2 separate regions of the Bos taurus genome follow, and region 1 is linked to region 2. Evidence: chromatin contacts called from public Hi-C data. All regions are on one chromosome and are shown on one strand. Each heading gives the region's core, a stretch centred on a gene start, on an enhancer-like site or on the middle of the called end of the contact. The rest is flanking DNA. Distances are from core to core; before and after follow the strand shown. Region 1 overlaps ATP6V0D2 (ATPase H+ transporting V0 subunit d2). Region 2 has its middle 15 kb from the start of WWP1.

Region 1 (6,974 bases), core at 3,931-6,430, 220 kb after region 2:
CCTTTTCTATATCAGTGTGTTTGTTCCTACTCCTCTTTAGATGGAAAAAGTATCCATCCCCCACCAGTTGCTAAATGCTGAAATCCTTCCCATCTTTTAAGGCCAATATTCAAATATTTATTTTAAGCTTTTAAAATATCTCTAGCTAGAAATGATATCTTTCTTCTGTCTCTGAAGCTCTGTATTTATATTTATCTTGGTGCAAAATTAATTTTCAGTATACATTGGCAGTAGCCATGGCGAACATGGGGAGGAGTTAGCTCATTCATTCACAAATATTTATTATATATCTAAGGAGCTGAGACCTGGATTCAGCATTAATTCTGTCACTATTCAACTGTGTAATCTTGGGTAAGTGATTTCACATGTTCATTTCAAATGTAATTATTTACAGATAATTCCTACTTGTTTTTATTCCTTACAATACCCTTAGAGACTGTTCATTTTTTGTGGCCTCCAAGAGGCCTGAACCATACTTGCCCAGGACAATAGCACAGTGATGATGTTTTTCAATTGATGAGTACATTTCTTCCTGTAACCCTAACTCTGACAGTCCCTGGGTAAAAAGGATGAAGGAGATTCCTGGTACTTTGTCTAGGGATCATAGCTGCTTATTCCTTGCTCTTTCTACACTTTTCTATTGAGAAGAATAACATTAGCAAGATGGCTTCAATGCTGCCTCTTCCATAGCAGTGTATGTAAATATTACAGAATTGATAGGAATACTCCAATGGGGTGATGACTCTTCTTGTCCATTAGACAGTTAAACATGCTGTGAGTGTATATTGTAGGGTGTTCTCCATCTGGTCAAGAATAGTGACTGGTGAATTTCATGTTTATTATATTCAAAACACCAGTCACAACAGGTTTCGGAGAATCTTATTTCTTTCAATGAGGAAAGAAGAAAAAGAAACAGCTGAGAAGATAGGGAAAGGAATAAAACATTTCTGCTGATAACTGTCAAAATCCAGAACCTGCACAGTTATGGACAAAGCAATGTCACTTCTGGAAATCCCTCATAAAGAAATGCCGGCAAGAGACAGCAAACATAAGAGGTACAATGATTTCCATTGTAGTATTACTCGAAATAGCAAAGAGATAAACTATATGGACAAACGAGGGAACAGTACACAACATATGCTTTAAAATAAAGTAGATCCATGTGCACTCATGGCTTTCCAGGTGGCTCAGGGGTAAGGAATCTGCCTGCAAAGCAGGAGACACGGGCTCGATCTCTGGGTCAAGAAGATCCCCTGGAGAAGGAAATGGCAACCCACTAAAGTATTCTTGACTGGTAAGTCCCACGGACAGAGAGCCTGGTGGGTTACAGTCCGTGGGGTCACAAAAGAGTCAGATATGACTTAGCCCCTAAACAACATTATGCACTTCTGTAGAAAATTCTTAATATCAATAGATTACACTAAAAAAAAAGACAAATTGTAAACAATACATCATATAATTTAACTGTTCTAAAAAAATTAAAACCAGCTATGTATATTTTACATGTTGGTTTAGATATAAATACATGCATACATATAAACTTTTTTCATGTTGAAAAAAATTTGAAAAGGCATACATAAAATTTATGAGTGCTTCCTTCTGGGCTTGGGAAATAGGTACTGAAGTAAAGACTTAACTTTTGAAACCTGTTCTGTGTTTCTGAAAAGCCACCTCATAGGATTGTGGTGAGAATTAAATTTCATGCATGAATAGTGACTGTAGGGTTTCCCAGGGGTTCAGTGGTAAAGAATCCGCCTGCCAATGCAGGAAACTTGGGTTCGACTCTTGGGTGGGGAAGATGCCCTGGAGAAGGAAATGGCCAACAAATCCAGTCTTCTTGCCGGAAAATCGCGTGGACAGGAGCCTGGCAGGCTATTCCATGGGCTTTCAGAGTCAGATGTGACTTAGCAACTACACAGCGACAAAGTGACTGTAAAACTGTTGGTTTGCAGAAAGCACTAAATGCATTTTTTAATAAAAACTATTTAAAAAAAAATACAGGTGCTTCATTTTAAATTTTAAAAATAAAACAAACAAGATAAAATACAACTAGGGCAGTGGTTATATGAATTAGTACCAGGGTTATGGGACAGTCTCAAGTCTTACCAAACAATTGCTGGGGAAGGAGCAGAGATGCGGAGAAAGGGTTACGGGGATCAATCGCGCCCCCTGGTGGTTGACTGCCGCCTAGCCAGAATGTGGATAAACAAAGAAAACGATGCATCTACCTTGATTTCTCACTCTGGGGAGAACTGTTGTAGCATCCTAAGGTCTTTTACGCCCATGACCTTAGCGTCCTTAATCTTCAGACACTACTTTTGCTTTTATCAGTTAAGTGGTATGGGCAATCCAGCAGCAGTACTGGTTAAGCCTATGTTTCTGCTCTCTCCGCTAGATTTTTCCCTCCTGGCCGCGTACAAACAGGGTCCCCTCCTTCCAACCTCAGTCTCAGCATTACCTCCTTTATGCAATCTTTTCTCACTTTCACAGGTGATAAGACCCTAATGAGAAAAATTAGCTGTATTGAGCAAATGTATGTAGATATACTGTGTGTGTGGATTTATTTACATATTATATTCGTGTATATTTTTCAGTAAGCTTCCCTGATGGTGCTAATGGTAAAGAGTCCACCTGTTAATGCAGGAGACGCAAGAGGCACGAGTTCCATCCTTGGGTTGGGGAGATCCCCTGGAGGAGGCCACAGCAACCCACTCCAGTATTCTTGCCTGGAGAATCCCATGGACAGAGGAGCCTAGCAGGCTACAGTCCATGGGGTCGCAAGAGCTGGGCACAACTTAGCTACTAAACCATCACCATGCTTGGTTTAATTCTCTGCTGTTGGTCTCTTGAAATTACTGTTCTTTACCAAGGGCCATGTATTTTCATTTCACTGGGCCTCATGCAACATAGAACTTTCAATTAACACTTATGACTCTATATTGTATATGTGTTTTCAGGTAAACTTGCAACTCTATTGTATATAATTATTATTCTAGATGAGGAAAAGGCTTTGATTGACTAAGGAACTTTTTCAGGGCCCCACAGCTGGTGTACTGTACACTCAGAGCCTGCCTACTGGCTGTAAGAATTTCTCATGTACATCAGGATCCCTGTAGGGCCTACTGAAAGTATAGATTCCTAAACTGCAGTCCAGGATTTACTAAAACCTGATTTTTAGAGGCATGGTCTTGGAATCTGCGCCTTAAGTAACTCTTCCACTGGCTTAGAGAAGAAAGTCTGTATTCAATTCATCTCCAGTCTTAGAACCTAGCATAGGCCTTCACTCACAGCAGTCACTTAATAAAGGTCATGCGGATTAATTAGGCTTCTGTTGTGACACAGCTGGTAAAGAATCCGCCTGCAGTGTGGGAGACCTGGGTTCAGTCCCTGGGTTGGGAAGATCCCCTGGAGAAGGGAAAGGCTACCCACTCCAGGATTCTGGCCTGGAGGATTCTCAAAGAGTCGGACACCATGGAGTGACTTATTCACTCACTTATGCTGATTAAGTATCGTTCAGTTACAGAAAGACCAAGTATTGCTTTTGTAGAAGAGCACCAGTGTTTTCAATTCCAGAGCCTGGAGAATTTTACACAAAGAAGGTCTCATCAGCAGCTGGACTATGGACATTTTTGCTTCCCATTTAACATTCGCATAGAATCTCTGGATATAAAACCTTTAAGATGGTGCAATTTGTAAGGTTTCAGAAGATCTTTTCTGGCCAAAGAATCAAAATCACAAATACACAGTGTTGTCAACTGGGTATTATTCAACCTGATATTTTGTATTGGGGATTTGATTCTTGAGCTCAGAATTTAACAAATTAAATACTTTGCAGACTTGGAGGTCAGGAAGAAACAAAACACATCTAGAATGTTCATGACCAGACGGAAGCCTATATAGTCATTTAAAAATACTAGAAAAAAACTTTTAACATAAAAAAATCCTGATAATAGATATCAAAGATTAAATTATTTTACAGAGTGATCTTAATTCTTTTAAAATGTATGAGTATAAAAATATATCAAATCATGGTGCGACTAAGGATAATTTATTAATTTAATGTAACTTAAATAGGCTTCTTATTCTTTTTGATTAGAAATAAAACAAAACTCTTTATCTTATTTGCAAATGCTTTGTTGCCTTAGCTTAGGATTCCAGGAATCATTGATTGCTTTCTCTCACTCATTGCATCATAAGTCAAGATGCTAAATTCTGTCAGGTCTGCCTAGCAACTGCATCTAACCACTGTCGTCTCCTTCCTATCTCTACTATCAATATTTTAAGTGTAAACGTTTAAAATAGCTTCCTCTATAGTTTCTCTGCTTCATGTCTCATTTCTTCAATGCATCTTTCACAATACCAGCAGAATCACCTTCCTAAAATATGTAGCAGATCATTCCCCCTCACTTTTCAAGACAATGAGAGCTGAAAAGTAAAAACAAACAAGAAAAAGCAGCATCTTTGAAACACTATTTGGAAAACCCAATGTCACATTGCAGAAGGAAATGGCAACTCTTGCCTGGAAAATCCCATGGACGGAGGAGCCTGGTAGGCTACAATCCATGGGGTCGCAAAGAATCAGACATGACTGAGCGACTTCACTTTCTTTCTTTCTACAGTTCCTTTTGGAGAGGGAAATGGAAACCCAGTCCAGTGTTCTTGCCTGGAGAATCCCATGGAATGGGGGTGGTGGGGTGGTGGTGGTGCCTGGTGGGCTGCAGTCTATAGGGTTGCAAAGAGACAGATATGACTAAGCAACTAACACACACATACACAATGTCACATCTTAGGGTCTCTATTACTTACTAACAAAAAGGACGTGGGTGTTTGAAGCAGGGAGCGGTAGCACCCTTCCTGAAAAGCTTCCCTCAACTGGCTGTTGCTGATGGAGACAGGTGAAGCCTTGCATCAGGCCTGCCTCTTATCTCATTCCCCAGTCACACGCCTGCTCTTGCCTGGGCTCCAGCCACGCCTGAGATGACCCATCACCCCCAGGTAGACAATCTTCTCGTGTCTCACTTACACAGTGTATTCTTTCAATCTGATGCCCACTTGAAATCCTGGTTCAAATTCTACCTTCTCTGCAAACTCTTTCAACATCAGGATTAGTCATCTCACCCTCCAGCTCCCTCCAGCTGAATGTTCACGTCCATTGCAGCTGTTGCGTAATTCTGTCAGCTTTTCACCCTTTGCGGATGCATCTACCTGCTCCACTGGAATGTGAGTTCTCACTGACTCAGAGGTATGCTATTTATGTTTTGCCTAACAAGTGATGGGGTGACCAAGTTTGTGATCCAGTTTGTGGAGGAGTCTGGTAAAGAATCTTCCTGCAATGCAGGAGACCCCAGTTCCATTCCTGGATCTGGAAGATCCACTGGAGAAGGGATAGGCTACCTACTCCAGTATTCTTGCCTGGAGTATTCCATGGACTGTATGGTTCATGGGGTCACAAAGAGTCAGACACGACTGAGCAACTTTCACTTCCTCATTTTAGCACCAGAAGACCTGATTCAGAGAAACTTTTTAGGGCAAACCAAGCTGTACAACACAATGCAAAACCTGTAGAGGGTTATAAAGTGTCACTGAGATACTCAAGAACTTTTGACTAGCTTTTCTAAATGAATCTCTAAAGCTTTCTTCACTGTGTGGATCTTAGCCTATGATTCTTGGTTGATGTTACTGTGAAGTATTGAAGAGTATATTTCCTTGGTTATCCTACATTGAGAAAATTTATTTTTAAAGATTAATAAAACTTAAAGCTGAAAAAGTTAAATTAGTATTTTGAATATTAAAATATTTTAATCAGAGAGCTAATCTCAAAAGATAGAAGTTGAAATGCTGCTGGAAAGGGCTGAGTAGGAGGGAAGGAAAACAAAAGAATCCAAGCCTATATTATACAGTCTCTTCATTAAAATGCTATAGGATTCACTCCTTTGTTTCACAGCACTGTGTATAATTATAGTACACAAAACCTCCAGATCTTCCTGCGATTAGGCACTTAAAAATATCCATCCAGATTTTCAAAGCAAGTTTCACATATACAGTAATTATATCACACGAATGTACAGTTCTTGTACATTCATACTGTATCTATCATACCACTTTAAATATAGACCGTTTCTATTAGGGTTGGCTTAATCATTTTCATAATGATACCCTGGGAATTTCCTCATAGGGCGGGAAGTAAGCCTACCTGATGGCAGTTCAAGGTGCTAGATAGACACTTGACTTTGCAATATTTTTTAAAAGAGAAGTAAGAAAAACAGATTCAGAACTACTGGACACCTGTCCTACACACATACACCTTTGTTTTGGTAATGTATCTCCAGGCACTAAAAGAAATCAGTCCTGGGTGTTCATTGGAAGGGCTGATACTGAAGCTGAAACTCCGATATTTTGGCCACCTGATGCAAAGAGCTGACTGATTGGAAAAGACCCTAATGCTGAGAAAGATTGAGGGCAGGAGGAGAAGGGGACAACAGAGGATGAGATGGTTGGATGGCATCATAGACTCAGTGGACATGGGTTTGGGTGGACTCTGGGAATTGGTGATGGACAGGGAGGACTGGTGGGCTGCAGTTCATGGGGTCGCAAAGAGTCAGACACGACTGAGTGACTGAACTGAACTCCAGGCACTGCTGGATGCTGGCACGTCACATGAATGGTGGGACAAACCATGGACTGAGATTCAGAAGACCTAGGCTTTGGTGTGATTCCTTTGGTCTCCAACAAGGGGATAACACTTTTCATTGTAATTAACTGTGGCTAAAGACTCACGGGAATAATTGTGAAAGTGACTTCCAAGTCATAACGTTGGGGCACCATAATGGGACATTTTCAGTTAGGGGTGCCCATCTGAATAACCCAGGTGCTTTCCAAAATACAGGTGGGCCCCACTCCCAGGTCAATTAGGTCAGAATCTCCTGGGATAGGGATCAGGAATATACTTCTGTTCTAAAGGCCCACAGATACTT
Region 2 (7,590 bases), core at 2,424-4,923:
AATTTGAGTTCAAAATGGGTCAGAAAACAGCACAGGCAACTTGCAACATGAACACATTTGGCCCAGGAACTGCTACAAACACACAGTGCAGTGGTGGTTCAAGAAGCTTTGCAAAGGAGATGAGAGCCTTGCAGATGGAGATCACAGTGGCTGGTCATCGGAAGTGGACAATAACCGAATGACAGCAGTCATCAAAAAAAGTTGATCCTCTTACAACTACCTGAGAAGTTGCCAAAGAACTCAACATTGACCATTCTACGGTCATTCCTCATTTGAAGCAAACTGGAAAGGTAAAAAGCTCAATAAGTGGGTGCCTCATGAGCTGACTGAAAATCAAAAAAATCATCATTTTTGAAGTGTCATCTTCTCTTATTCTACACAACAACAAACCATTTCTCCATCGGATTGTGACATGCAACGAAAAATGATTTTATACAACAACCAGCAATGGCCAGCTCAGTGGTTAGACCAAGAAGCAGCTCCAAAGCACTCCCTAAAGCCAAACTTGCACCAAGAAAAGGTCAGTGGTCATTGGTCTGCTGCCGGTCTGATCCACTATAGCTTTCTGAATTCTGGCGAAACCATTCCTTCTGAAAAGTATGCTCAGCAAATCAGTGAGATGCTCTGTAAACTGCAACGCCTGCAGCCGGCATTGGCCAACAGAAAGGGCCCCGTTCTTCTCCACAAGGATGTCTGACTGCACACTGCACAACCAACACTTCAGAAGTTGAACTGGGCCACGAAGTGTTGACTCATCTGTCATATTCACCTGACCTCTCACCAACCAACTTACCACTTCTTCAAGCATCTCAACAACTTTTGGCAGGTAAAACGCTTCCACAACCAGCAGGAAGCAGAAAATGCTTTCCAAGAGTTTCTCAAATCCTGAAGCACGAATTTTTATGCTACAACAATAAACAAACTTACTTCTCAGTGGCAAAAATGTGTTGATTTTAACAGTTCCTATTTTGATTCATAAAGATGTGTTTGAGCCTAGTAAAACGATTTACAATTCACGGTCTGAAACCACAATTACTTTTGTACCAATCTACTACTGTCCACAGAGATGTTTCAGAGCTTCCACAAAAGCTTATTTGTATACATATGCAAAAACGAAAGCAAAATTCCAAAATAAACAAATGACATTGAGAAAAAAAAATACCAAAAGCACTTTGCAGTGCTTGACACATGATAAATATTTTTTTTATGATAAACAGTCTTTACCCTAAATTATAGCTATTTTCCCCCAAGACCTTTGATTTCAAACTTTTGTGTTAATCAAATATCTTTATTTTTCTCACTTCATTCTAGACTGTAAATTCCAAGAGTGCAGAGAACTCCTGGCCTATTCACCATGCCTCCCTCAAAGCTTGGCACACAGGAGTGCTTAATACTATTTAGATAATTATATTTGGATACTTACTGTCAACAAAATGAATCTTAAAAAACAACTAAGTAAACTACAGGCGTAAAATCAAATAGCTTTATTTAGTTCTTAGGTGCTCTCTTAAGTGAACCACAGTACTTCTCAAATTGATTTTTTTTCTCCTTTTAAAACTACTTCCAAAATGAAGGAAAAAAGGATAAAAATTCATGTAGAAAACACTCCTTTATTTTTTACATATAAAAATTCATGTAGAAAATACTCCTAGGAGTCACCAGCTTAGCCAACACTGCTCAAGATAAAGTCTCACTAAATGACTGAATGAGACAGGGCATCAGAACTTCTCTGGCCTTGTAATCTTATTAATTCAGAAATGGAGGACAGAACACATGGAGATTTTTCTAGCTCAGAACTGCTTGACTACAAACACTGCCTATTTCATGAAAACAGAGAGTAGCAATCATCCACAATCTTTACATCAACTCAACTTGCAACTGTTTCCATTTTTATACTGTTATTTTCCTCCAATATTGATTATTTTTACAAAGTTGCAATCAAAGCCGTACAAATCATTTTATTTTCTAACTCCAATCTCCCACTTACATATAGTAAGAAGTACTGAATACAAATTTGACTGAGTCCTTGGCCAACATCAGAGAACAACTTAATTGATGCTTGTAGTTTTCACAGTATACCTCTGGCAACAATTTTCTAGAAGGCCACAAGATGGTGATGTTGCTCTCTAAAACAAAGTGTTAGTCACTCAGTCCCATCCAACTCTTTGTGACCCCATGGACTGTAGTCCGCCAGGTTCCTAAGTCTATGGGAATTCTCCAGGCAGGAATACTGGAGTAGGTAGCCATTCCTTTCTCCAGGGGATCTTCCTGAGCCAGGGATCGAACCGGGATCTCCTGCATTGCAGGCAGATGCTACACATTCTGAGCCACCAGGGAAGCGCACCTTTTAAAAATATAATCGAGTATCTTATACCAACTTTCCAAAATACTAATAGTTTTCCTCCACTTCCAAGTAAAGAATATTAAAATGTCTGTACTCTACCTACTAGAAAACATTAATGAGGAAGAAAATATACTCATCAAATTTAGCAGCAACTGTTTTGATTTTCAAGGCAACAGTTACGGTCCTTAAAAACACAGGACTCCACACTATTATTGTGTCTTCTATCACACGAATCTTTCCTTCGCGCCCTGCTCCATCCCCTCCTTCAGGACACTAAAAACAAAACATGAAAAAAGAAAACATTTTTACTTATTGACTAAGACTCTGATGCTGGGAGGGATTGGGGGCAGGAGGAGAAGGGGACGACAGAGGATGAGATGGCTGGATGGCATCACCGACTCGATGGATGTGAGTCTGAGTGAACTCCGGGAGTTGGTGATGGACAGGGAGGCCTGGCATGCTGCGATTCATGGGGTCGTAAAGAGTTGGACACGACTGAGCGACTGAACTGAACTGAACCTTATTCTAACATAAGTCAACTAACATTGACTAACATAATTTAAAAAAAAAATTCTTTTACTATTTTAAAAGAATTGATACTAAAATGTATTTCCATCAACAAAGGTAAACTACACCAAAATGCAAATGACATAGTTTCTAATCTGCACAATTTCTCAGTTTCTTACACAATATTATGCTTGTAACGGCAAATTACCAAAGCTTTTTTTTTTTTTTTTTTAACCAAAGCTTTTCAAGCAGAAAAATGTTTGCAGTTGGTCATTTTCCCTACACCCTACTGAGTATCAGTAGAAGGCTGGTTTCTCATTCCTGTGGTGCATGAAGTCAATTAAAAGAAAAATCAAATAACAGCATCTTAAAACTTGGGTTCTAAACCTACAGAACCAATTTAAGATAATACTTAAAAAAAAAAAAGCTTCATAAATATACCCCCCTAGGCAGCAGAATAAGATGACAGAGCGTGGCTACGTGAGACTGGCAGCTGGGCAGCACTTATGTGGGGCACCTAAATGACACAGAAACATGGCCAATCTTAAACCTGGAATGTGAATCGTCAGGCCTCTGACTCCAAAAATAGTAAAAATCACAATGACCATTTATTAGGTTCCTATTATTTGTCTTGTTATGTTGCAAAAAAAAGTCCCCCAAACTATCTCTAATGTCCTTCACAGTCTTTACTATTTCTTCTAGCAGGTAAGGAAAATGAGGTTTTAGGAATTTAAGTAAATTGCACAGGGTTACAAAGGGTTACAAAGTCAGAATTTTGAACCCAGATCTCCTGGGCTCAAAGCCAATGCTCTTTCACAACATTTGTGTTACAAAAAGGATAGTAAAAAAAGAAATGCTGAGCTAAACCCAAGACTGAACATGAATAGTCTCCTATATCAATCTGATGTTCTATTCTTTTACTATTTTATCACTTAAGCAACTTTATAATAGGGTGGTTTTGTGGGGCTTTTAAGCTAGGTCACTAAAAATGCTTTCCCTGAAAGTTCAAAAAGTATTTTAAAACAAGGAATGTGTAAAAAGCATAAACACATAACAATGAAGAAGGTAGACTGCTGGGACTGTGTTTAATAAATCATTTCCATGTATTCTGGGAAACAACATCCAGGCCAATGTAACATTCTCACTCTGCAAAGATCAAATTTCAAGTTAATTACATCATGTAACAGTTCATATTTCAAAATGACAAACATTTCCATCAATAATCTGTCATTTCTTTCAAAGTGCAGTATTTTAATAATATGTGCCTATAAAACTTTCCTTCAAATTCAAAAATGTTAAAGGCTTGGTATTTTTCAAATACACAGTATTTGCTCTGAAGTAGCAAAAAGCACCGAGTCACCAATCAGAGCCGAAGCTGAGGCTGAGAGGTGATTGAGAGAACCGCTGAGGGACACACAGAAAGGTTCCTAATGTCAAGGCCAAACCCAGGCCCGCTGCTGAGGCCAGCACCCCTCTGCCCTGCACTGGCCACTAGACAGCACAACCCAAAGCGACATTCACCCCACAACGCGGCCTGCCTATCTCCAAATACATGAAGGCTTCTCAGTTCCCAGCAGGTAAGCAGCCGTGGAGATCTGCTAACTCTCCAGTTTCAAAGTGCCAGTTCCTAGTGTGAGAAGAGCATGCTGGACAATGTCAGCAGAGTCCAAACTTCAGTTCTCCTACTCGGTTGTATTCACCACCCTCTCTGAGGCTTGGTTTTCTTATCTGTAAAATGAAGATATCAACTTATCTTTCGTGAAGGGGAAAAGTGTTACCATTAACTCTAAGACACTGGAATTGTTTCCAGAATGAAATAGAGAAGATGTCTAATAACTGTTAACTTCCTAAACTGGTAACTTCCTAAACTGGTAACTCTCATCACTACCACCACTCCAATACTCTCAATTACTCTGAGAAACTCCACTATTTTTCTGCCATATCAATACTTCCACAACAGTACAGAGGACAGCAGGTTGAGGAGCATGTCCATCACATGACCATGTTGCAAAGAGATACAAAGCAAACTGCCCACATCTGTAGTAAGGATCAGATCAAAACCACACTGAATCACTTGAAGGTACATAGTACTGCAAAACTCTCTACAATTACATGATTTCAAGATACTTTACGGCTACTCCAGTAACAAAACACAGTGCTAATTTACTTTTTACAAAGAATTTTAAACCAGGCTGCTAAGTATGAACTTTCAGATATCCCCATTCTTACAAACTTAACTTCGTAACTCATTTGGCGACAAAAACCGAACTGACCTGAGCTCATCTGGCAGCAAAATTTGATCAGATGTGTGACTATCTACTGTCCTCATTTATCCATAACTAAACATTTGCCAGGGAAAGTATAGAGTGCTTCCCTAAGGTTTTATTGGGGTTTTATATAACAAAGAATATGGAGTAATTACATATTTCTAAAATTAAAAAAAAAAAAGAATTATTTCTATAACACATCTGACACCAAAAACAAGGTATAAACCCATCCTAGTGAATATTTACTCAGTACTGTCAGGTGTAAGTCATGCAATGAATCTACGAATAGGTTTTATTATTACTATTACCATTCTACATGTAAATACCCAGTTTACATACACTGAAACTAGGGTCTAATCTAAGGCCATCTTCACCAAGGTCACTGTGCCGTGTGTGCTTAGTCTCAGCCATAACTGACTCTTTGCAACCATGGACTATGGAGCTCACCAGGCTCCTCTGTCCACGGGGATTTTCCAGGCAAGAATACTGGAGTGGGTAGCCTATCCCTTCTCCAGGGGATATTCCCAACCCAGGTGTCGAATCCGGATCTCCTGCACTGCAAGCCGACTCTTTACCGGCTGAGCTACCTGGGAAGCCAAACCAATAAATAAGTGCCAGAATTGAAGTCTAGGTTTGTTTAACTTGAAGGCCTAAGCTCTTAAACAGTTTAGCTAATACTTTACAGGAAAATTAAGTCACAATGAAATTTTTTAAAACAAATTATAATTACCAAAAACTTCTAATGTAGCACACTGAAATTCCTGAGTATGATGTACACTTTCCTTTCTGGGTAGTCACATCTAAACATCAACACATTTCACAGCCTGAAGGACAAAAAGAGATGAGTTTATTGTCACTTTTTTTCCCAAAGAACTGGTCAGTCAGTGGAAATAGACGAAAACAATAGGCTCCTTAAACAAATGCCAACTGATCCTTTCCACTGAAACTTAGAAAGAATCATGGGTTTAGCATGTTTTTTAACCACAATATGTACTAAGACGATAAAAATAAGGTTGATACGTAGCTTAAGTTTTTCCGGGAACAGCCCCAATGTAAAGACCTGCTGTTCCAACGAGAGAGAGGATCACAGGACTGAGGAGGGTCACAGTCACACAGATGCAAGTCGTCAGGACCACTGCTCTGAACACAAGTCAGAGAAAAGAAGCTTCAAGGCTTTGTTGTTGTTTTTTTCTTTTGGATTGATCGATTTAAAATTTAAACTTTCTCTCACGACTTTCTTCTCAAATCAATATCCTTATTCAAAGCAATGGCTTTTCTCCACAAAAGACACATCATGGCCCCATTCAAACTACTTTCTACCCAAAAGAAAAAATTCCAAATTAAACACACTTCATTCAAAATCTCCATTTCTGAGTAGCTTAATTTCTCTTAAGTGAAAAGCAGGAAGATTACTGGATAAATAATCATAGTATCTAACTTAACTGTTTCAGCTAAGCCAGTTTTTAAAAAAGAAATACTTTCATTCATAAAAACATATTTTGTAGAAATATAGGGAAACTTTTTAAACAAGGACTCGTGATGGGTGCCTCTTTCAGGGTTACTTCTCTTGCCTGCTTCTCACTGTAATTTCTATGTATTAGGCTTCTGTAGGTTGCTTGGACCAAGTCCTTGACAATTGTCTTGCTCATACTCAGTCTTTCAGTTGTGCCCGACTCTTTGCAAGCCTACAGACTGTAGCCCACCAGGCTCCTCTCTCCATGGGATTTTCCAGACAAAAATACTGGCGTGGGTTTCCATTTCCTCCTCCAGAGGATCTTTCCAGACTTGGGATTAAACCCTCACCTCCTGCATTGCAGGTGGATTCTTCACCCATTGAGCTGCCTGGGAAGCCGGACAACTATCTGAAAGGTTCAGATGTTAAGTTCTCCTTGTATTTACATTATACATATATATTTCTTGGGCTCCAAAAGCACTGTGGACAGTGACTGCAGCCATGAGATTAAAAGATGTCTGCCCCTTGGAAGAAAAGCTATGACAAACCTAGACAGCATATTCAAAAACAGAGACATTACTTCGCTGACAAAGGTCTGTATAGTCAAAGCTTGGTTTTTCCAGTAGTCATGTACAGATGTGAGAGCTGGACAATAAAAAAGGCTGAGCACCTAAGAACTGATGCTTTCAAAATGTGGTGTTGGAGAAGATTCTTGAGAGTCCCTTGGACTGCAAGGAAATCAAACCAGTCAATCCTAAAGGAAATCAACCCTGAATATTCACTGGAAGGACTGAAGTTGAAGCTCTAATACGTTGACCACTTGATGCAAAGAGCCGACTCAATGGAAAAGACCAATATTTGCTGGCAAAGACTGAAGGTGGGAGGAGAAGCGGACGACAGAGGATGAGATGGTTGGATGGCATCACTGACTCGGTGGACATGAGTTTGGGCAGAATTTGGGAGATGGTGAAGGACAGGTAAGCCTGGTGTGCTGCAGTCCATGGGGCTGTGAAGTCGGA

What was found. A called contact is a pair of places that touch in the nucleus more often than the background predicts.
Region 1: a contact with region 2 is called in a Hi-C map of an unstated tissue, with 5 times the contacts expected there. The contact joins two enhancer-like sites. A contact is called at or near these places in 5 of 11 Hi-C or Micro-C datasets (blood, liver, skeletal muscle and 2 more).

Annotation. Positions count from the first base shown.
Region 1 is chr14:76,561,126-76,568,099 of ARS-UCD2.0, forward strand. All of the region lies in intron 2 of ATP6V0D2 (ATPase H+ transporting V0 subunit d2), which reads right to left. Among named protein-coding and RNA genes, the nearest start is that of ATP6V0D2, 22 kb to the right of the region's middle. Within about 2 kb of position 5,181, at least 10 of the 102 cell types and tissues checked have an H3K27ac peak or open chromatin away from gene starts, as enhancers often do.
Region 2 is chr14:76,346,533-76,354,122 of ARS-UCD2.0, forward strand. It overlaps a transcript of WWP1 not described here. Among named protein-coding and RNA genes, the nearest start is that of WWP1, 15 kb to the left of the region's middle. Within about 2 kb of position 3,674, at least 12 of the 102 cell types and tissues checked have an H3K27ac peak or open chromatin away from gene starts, as enhancers often do.